Linked DNA regions of Danio rerio: all the other regions are linked to region 2. A link is a contact called in public Hi-C and Micro-C data. All regions are on one chromosome and are shown on one strand. Each heading gives the region's core, a stretch centred on a gene start, on an enhancer-like site or on the middle of the called end of the contact. The rest is flanking DNA. Distances are from core to core; before and after follow the strand shown.

The links. Hi-C and Micro-C count contacts between places; a contact is called where the count stands out from the background.
Region 1: a contact with region 2 is called in a Micro-C map of caudal fin, with 4 times the contacts expected there. The contact joins the promoter of dbnlb here to the promoter of vps13a in region 2. A contact is called at or near these places in 2 of 18 Hi-C or Micro-C datasets (caudal fin and an unstated tissue) and 1 of 4 datasets of contacts at active chromatin or transcription factors (gastrula embryo).
Region 3: a Hi-C map of hematopoietic stem cells shows a contact between it and region 2, with 5 times the contacts expected there. The contact joins the promoter of ube2d4 here to the promoter of vps13a in region 2. A contact is called at or near these places in 8 of 18 Hi-C or Micro-C datasets (caudal fin, embryo, fibroblasts and 3 more) and 3 of 4 datasets of contacts at active chromatin or transcription factors (caudal fin, embryo and gastrula embryo).

What each region holds. Positions count from the first base shown.
Region 1 is chr8:62,145,934-62,148,633 of GRCz12tu, reverse strand. It overlaps dbnlb (drebrin-like b), which reads right to left and starts at 1,386. Exons shown (of 13, transcript NM_001020700.2): 1 at 1,218-1,386. The coding sequence starts at 1,300.
Region 2 is chr8:61,930,731-61,933,430 of GRCz12tu, reverse strand. It overlaps vps13a (vacuolar protein sorting 13 homolog A), which reads left to right and starts at 1,418. Exons shown (of 73, transcript NM_001118893.2): 1 at 1,418-1,567. The coding sequence starts at 1,468.
Region 3 is chr8:62,114,228-62,116,927 of GRCz12tu, reverse strand. ube2d4 (ubiquitin conjugating enzyme E2 D4) reads right to left here and starts at 1,266. Exons shown (of 7, transcript NM_001089453.1): 1 at 1,068-1,266. The coding sequence starts at 1,091.

The DNA of each region.
Region 1 (2,700 bases), core at 137-2,636, 220 kb before region 2:
CAAGTTTTTTTTTGGCACACTGACTTCCATTTGTGTTGAGTTACTTATCCTAAAACTATAGTTGGTGTTGCAAAACCATATAAATTGGGGTTATCATAATAGTCCAGGGTAATCTCAAACTAACTATGGTTTTTCCAATGAAATAGTTTTACCATGGTAACTCTAGCACCAAATTGAAGCCATTGTGTTAATAACAATCATGATAACTGCAGTTTTACTATAAAAAAACTGTTAATTTCTGTAAGGGTTGTATTGATGCTAATGAGCATTTATGAGATGATTAACAAATAATAAGGCGTTTGATTAGCGGCTAGCATGCTATAAATGAGGATGTCAGTGAGTGAACAGACACAAACGAAACAACTTCACCTCAGTTCATCAAAGGTTAATCCCTTATGAAATTAACCATGCTTTAATAGTAAAAATGTAGTAACCAAGTTGGCTCACTGACTTCAGTTACTATGGTAAAACTATGGTCGATGTTGGAAAACCATATAATTTGGGGTTACCATAGTCCATGGTAATCTCAAATTAACTACGGTTTTTCAAATCAAATAGTTTCACCATGGTAACTGTAGTACCAAATAGTCATTGTATTAATAACAATCATGATTAATATAATTTCACTATTTTAAAAATCTGTTAATTTCTGTATTTATGCTAATGAGCATTTATGAGAAGATTAATAAATAATAAGGCGTTTGATTAGCGGCTAGCATGCTATAAATGAGGATGTCAGTGAGTGAACAGACACAAACGAAACAACTTCACCTCAGTTCACTAAATGTCAGCCCCATACAAAATTAACCATGTCTGTTAAATAGTAAAAATGAAGTAAACAAGTTTTTTTTTTGGCATACTGTCTTCCATTTGTGTTGAGTTACTATGGTAAAACTATTATTGGTGTTGCAAAACACCACTTACGGGTTACCATAGACCATGGTGATCTCAAAATAACTATGGCTTTTCAAAATCAAATAGTTTACCATGGTAACGTTAACTGTAACACCAAATTGAAGCCATTGTGTTAACAACAATCATGTTTACTATAATTTTACTGTTTTAAAAATCTGATAATTTCTGTAAGGGTTATATTGACGCTACTGAGCATCTATGAGATGATAAACACAAATAATAAGCGTTTGATTAGCGGCTAGCATGCTATAAATGAGGATGTCAGTGAGTGAACAGGCACAAACCCTGGAGTTTCCACTCACCAGTTCGTCTCCGACTTCTCGCCCACCACCTCATTATAGGCCGCGGTGAGCGCAGGCCCGTTTTTACTCAGATTCACCGCCATGATGGAGGAATGTGCGGGGTTTCGGAGGTCCGACAACGGGGAAAGATGCAGTGAACTCCGGCGGCAGATCAGGATCTCTCCCTTGGCTCTACGCACACAGGAAGCATCACGTAGCACTCACTCCTCCCTGTCAGCCACATACGAAGCCTACTATGGTGAAGGTGGAGCTCATGAATATTAATCACGCAAAGCGAGGTTTTGCCGAATTCGCGTTTCTGATTCGCTAAAGCGCTGACGCTCGGGATGTTTGCGGGTGCCAGCTGGCGAATGATGACTTATCTTATAAATATTAATTACTTCTCAATGTTTTTTTGTATTATTGGTTTAATAACGATTCGCACAGAGTATAAAATAATTACAGAAGATCAGTTATTACACTTATAGCTATATTATTAACAAAATAATTTAAATAAAAGTCGTACACAAACCATATGAAAATTCTGAAGGTTACCGTAAAATGGTAACACACGATTGACAATGAGCTTTTTAATAAAATTTATTTTAATAATTTAATTGTGATTTGTATCATGACAAACATAAAATGGCAATAATAGAAAAAAATATTACAATAAGACAGAGACAAAGATTTACCAAATAAAATATATATTTATTATATTATTCTAATGCATAAAGGTACTTTCTATTTACACTTATGAATAAAGAATAATTATATATATATATATATATATTTATATATATATATATATATATATATATATATATATATATATATATATATATATATATATATATATGGCCACTATATTTGGTACACCTGTACAACAGCTTGTTAACGCAAATTTCTTATCAGCCAATCACATGACAGCAACTCAATGCATTTAGGCATGTAGACATGGTCAAGATGATTTGCTGCAGTTTAAAGTGAGCATCAGAATAAGGAAGAAAGGGGATTTAAATGACTTTGGCATGGTTGTTGGTGCCAGACGGGCTGCTCTGAGTATTTCAGAAACTGCTGATCCACTGGGATTTTCATGCACAACCATCTCTAGGGTTTACATAGAATGCTCCAACAAAGAGGAAATATCCAGCGAGCGGCAGTTCTGTGGGGCAAATGCCTTGTTGATGGTCAGAGGAGAATGGCCAGACTGGTTCCAGCTGATATAAAGGCAACAGTAACTCAAATAAGCACTCGTTGCAACCGAGCTCTGCAGAAGAGCATCTCTGAACACACAACACGTCCAACCTTGAGGCGGATGGGCTACAGCAGCAGAAGAGCACACCGGGTGCCGCTCCTGTCAGCTAAGAACAGGAAACTGAGGCTACAATTCACACAGACTCACCAAAACTGGACAATAGAAGATTGGAGAAACGTTGCTGCTCTGATGAGTCTCCATTTCTGCTGACACATTCGGATGCTCGGGTCAGAATTTGGCATCAGC
Region 2 (2,700 bases), core at 169-2,668:
GGAGGAGGATGTTAATACAATACAATTTCAAAGGTAATTTAATAGATAATATTTTTAAATTATTTAATAATAATGGTTTTTACGTTACTGTCAGGGTTGGGTTGGGGTAAATGTTAATAAAATACAATTTAATGGGTCGTTTTATAAATAATATGAATAATAGACTATATCATTACTGTTTTTATATTACTGTCAGGGTTGGAGTAGGGGTAGATGTTAATAACATACAAATAAATGCGTAATTTAATAAATAATATGAGTTACACACTATATAATTACTGTAATTGCATTACTGTCAGGGTTGGGATGGAGAAGGATGTTAATACAATACAATTTAAAAGGTAATTTAATAAATAATATGAATAATACACTATATAATTACTGTTTTTAAATTACTGTGAGGGTTGGAGTAGGGGTAGACATTATTAAAAACACAATTTAATAGGTAATTTAATAAATAATATGAATAATACTCAATATATTTACAGTATTTACATTACTGTCAGGGTTGAGATGGAGGTAGACGTTATTGAGTTATGATTTATTGGTAATTTAATAAATAATTTGAATAAATGTCTGTATAATTACTGTTTGTACATTACTGTGAGGGTTGGAGTAGGGGTAGACGTTAATAAAATACACTTTCATGGAAAATTTAATAAATACTATGAATAATACTCTATAATAATTACTGTTTTTACATTACTGTCAGGATTGGGATGGAGGTAGACGTTAATAAATACAAATTAATAGGTAATTTAATAAATAATGTGAATAACACACTATATAATTACTGTTTTTACATTGATGTGAGGGTTCGGGTAGGTATAGATGCTAATAAAATACAATTTAATGGGTAATTTAATCAATAATATGAATAATACTCTGTATAATTACAGTTCTTATAATACTGTGAGTGTTGGGGTTGACATTAATAAAACATTTTAATAGGTAATTTAAAAAAATAATGTGAATTATACTCGGTATGATTGCTGTTTTACATTACAGTAAGAGCTGGGGTAGAGGTAGACGTAAATAAAGTACAATTTAATCAGTAATTTAATAAATAATGCGAATAATTACTGTATAATTACTGTTTTCATGTTATATTGATGATTAGGTTCAGCGTTCAGACGTTAATAAAATACACTTGTTATTATTATATTATTTCTAAACAAATTTTTATTTTGCATGCGATAAATTTTAGCCCAGCGCTAATATTCAAAAATATACAATATACATATATAAAGATATGAACGATTTTGATCCCATGCCGGATGTTCGTCAACAGAGGGCGCTGTCGCACAGGCGGTGGCGGCGGCGCGCACTCAGATCCTCCTCCCCGTCCCTCCAGTGATGTTTATTTCAGGAAACGGGACTGACAGTAAATACAACTACACTCTCAGCTGCTGCACGAGTCGCAGACGAGTGAAAACATGCTGATGGTCGCATGAGGAGGACGCGAAAATGGTGTTTGAGTCGGTGGTGGTCGACGTGCTGAACCGGTTTCTGGGGGACTATGTTGGAAACCTCGACAGCTCGCAGCTCAGCCTCGGCATATGGGGAGGTAAAGGAGCATTTCTGCCCTTACTGTCTGTTTTACTCCACGTGTCTGTGTAAATTCACGATTATAAACATGTATATGGGTATACCCGTGCTTAGAAGAGTGTGCTCGATCTCACTGAGGAGGAATCTGATGTAATGCTTTGACATTCAGGACAGGCTTGAACATGCGATTACTGTAACCCTGAACTGAAAGCTAACACTGAGGTGAAGTTGGTTTTATTTTCGCACATTCAGACTTTTCCATAATAATGTAATTTCAGAAAGTAAATCCTTGTAAATTCTACATTTGGAAAGCATATTAGCAGCTTACTTCTTCCAAAGTAGAATAATTAACCTTAAATAAATAGTGCTGATATTGTTTTGAAGTCATAATCACATGTAATTTCAGGCTAAATATTCAAAGTACCATGGTAAACAATATAGGGAGCATGTCACAAGTTGAATGTGTGAATATAAAACTATATATAAAGCTAGAATTTAGGAAAATTTGGTTTTATATTCGCACATTGGGACTTTCTTCTTGATAATATACCTTCAGAAGCGTATTCTTTATAAATTCCACATTTGTTTATCATATTAGCAACCAACTACTATCAAAGTAGAATAATTAACCTTAAATAAATAATGCTAATATTGTTTTCAAGTCATAATCACATGTGATTTCAGGCCGAATATTCAAAGTACCATGGTAAACAATATAGGGCAGGGCTCAACAATAAGGACTGCCCGGTGGCCCAGGGCCAGCGTGAGAGACGCTTGGGACAGTAGACAGGATCATTTACTGGCCAAACATTTAATTTGTCTGCTATTTGTCAATTGCGTGCTTTTTAAGTCTTTAAACACTACCTTGTCTGTGATGTAGTAAACACCATATTGCTTTAAGGTTCCTCTCATCTGATTTGATGTTTTGAGCATGCAATTTTCTTTTCATAACCTGGTAACATCCAGAACAGGGAAGAAACAGCAACATGGCGGCAATATCAAAATATAAGGCTAAAAGAAAATGTCTGTTTCTAATGTTTTGGAAGCAGACATTTACATGTGAACAACGTGACAAAAAAATGAAGTGATGTTTTGCACAGTTTGCCGTCAGTTTAACAAGTCAGCCCACCTTTTGTTAAATCATTTCGAACT
Region 3 (2,700 bases), core at 17-2,516, 180 kb before region 2:
TTATCCAGCATGTTTCACGCAGAGGATGCCCTTCCAGCCACAAGCCCGATTTTTTTTATATTTAGAATAAAATAATACTATTATTTATAATACATATTTTATTTAAAGTATTTATCAAAAAATAATAAATGTATAATTGTGTATATATATTTATAAACAAATGGGGGCGTGGTTTGCTTCTGGGGCGTGGCTTGGGCATAGGGGTGGGACTAAAATTCTCACTCCAAGCTAAAACCAAAAGTTGGCAGCCCTGGGTTGCTGTTGAAATATAACAAATGTGTGAATAAAAAAACAACTTTACCTTAATCTTAAAAATGACCCAGCTAAATGCACATTTTTACTAAATATAACAGCATGCGAGTTCACAACAACAACACTAGGGTGAGTAGCTAAATAAACACCAAGACATACTCTTCTTAAAATAAGTGGTAATGGTTGCAACCACAAAACTCGGTTGATTTTTGCAGCAATCGCTTGTTAGCAGGCAGGGTTGTGAATCTGTTAAAAATACCCTCCGCTGTCCTAGTGCCCTATTTGCCGAGCCATATATGGACACGCTGACATTGGGGTTCAGCATTGGCAACTTGAAAGCAGTGTCTGCCATCACGCATGCGCAAAAGCAGCGCTTCTCTCATTCATGATGACCGACAACACAAAACACGCATTTCAACGCAATGTTAACCATCCAACACACTCACACACCATAAATCATTCATAACAGCGTCTGATACTGCTGACAACACGTGTGGGATGCACAGATATCCCCTGTATCTTTAACAAAAGACGCTGCCGATAGCATATTGCGCAAATCAAACACTCATAACCAGCAATATATTACAAAAATAAATAAAGACTGCATATAATAGTGTGCACGTTCATGTGTAGGATCAGAAAAAAAGATCGTGTTTCTGTCGACTGCATGCATCCTCCATTAGCCATCCGTCTTTGTCTTGACCAGATGGGGATAAAATGGGTAAAGTGCGACTTGTTTACATTCACAGCAGCACAATACGACGACGACTAGGACACTGATGGAGTGTGTGAGGTTTTGCGATCTGCACACTCACCTTTTGGATTCTTTTCAACGCCATTTGCTCGCTGAATCACAGCCCACTGTTTGATCTACTTCAGATTCTGTTTTTGGCCTGTACAGTTTGGACGAGAACGCTGCTGGGGGGGTTTTCTCCTCAGCCGTCACGCGTGACGTATATAACAACACAGGAGCACAGATGTGGACATTCACACCGCTGTTTGACAGGACAGTCGCAGATTTGGTCAATTCTTACCCCCCACTAGCCTCACTGACAGTTTTTAGTGCTGTGCTAGACAGCAGGAAGGTGATCTCGCGAGACTACGCAACGGATTTTAGATAGTATCGCGATACCAGGGTTGATCTTGGGAAATGTAGTTCTTTATTGTTGCGTGTGAGAAACGACTTTTGTAATAATCGAAATATAGACGAATTAAAATTAATTTACTTCGTTATAAACTTTATGTAAGCAGTTTTTTAATAACTACATAATACATAAATTTGTTTTAAATATACTAAAGAAATGACTTCCTTGTTTGGTTTTGTGTTTGCTTTTAGCTAGTTATTTCATGCTATAAACAGGTTTTATTTCAAGATTTTTGTAGGAGTTCGGGTTTAATTGTAATGCCGTGGCTTTAACTAATGACCGGTGCACAGAATCAGGCTCCAAATGATGCCATTGGCACAAGATGACGATGCAGCCATTCCGTTGGCATTTAGGCTTCCCTTTTCTAGAAGAAGGAAGCTGTGGATTTTTATTTTTAGATTTGTGGTTTAATTTTTTATTACATTATTAGATGCTTACAAATTTTAGATCTTACTATTAAGTTTTACCTAGAAATTCAGTAAAATGGCTTATATAGCAATAGATCACTCTTACATTTAAAATCGTGACCAACGAAACTTGTAATAATCAAAATATAGAGGAAAGTTAATTGATTACGAAACTTCGCAACAGATTTTAGATAGTATTGCGATACCAAACTTGGGGTTTGAGGGGATCTTGGGTAATGTAGTTCTTTAGTGTCACGTTTGAAATCGTGACAAACAAAAAAACTTGTAATAATCAAAATACAGACAAAAATTAATTGACTTCGATGCTGCGAAATCAATTTCAGATAGTATTGCGAGACCAGAGTGTACATTTGGGCTTTGAGGGGATCTTGGGTAATGTAGTTCTTTTGTGTCGCATTTAAAATTGTGACAAATACCCCTGTAATAATCGAATATATAAAAATAATAAACTTTGTTATAAATTGTGTATAAACAAACTACACATTCCAATTTCGTCAGCCATTCTGGTGGCATTTTGCCTTCACGTTTCTTGAGAAAAATTTTTTTAACATTATTATTTTTTTTTATATATTTCTTTATTACAAACTTACTTACATAGACTAACATGCAATTTAGATCTTACTCTTGCTCTTTTGTTTTACCTAGAAATGCAAATTCAGTAAAATGGCTTATATAGAAATAGTTCACCCAAGAGTAAAAATTAGTTGGGGTTTGAGGGGATCTTGGGAAATGTAGTTCTTTAGTGTTGCGCTTAAAATCGTGACCAACGAAACTTGTAAAAATCTAATTACAGACAAAAATTAATTGACTTTGATACTAAATCGAACATTTGAACCCCAAAGCGTACATTTGGGGTTTGAGGGGATCTTGGGAAA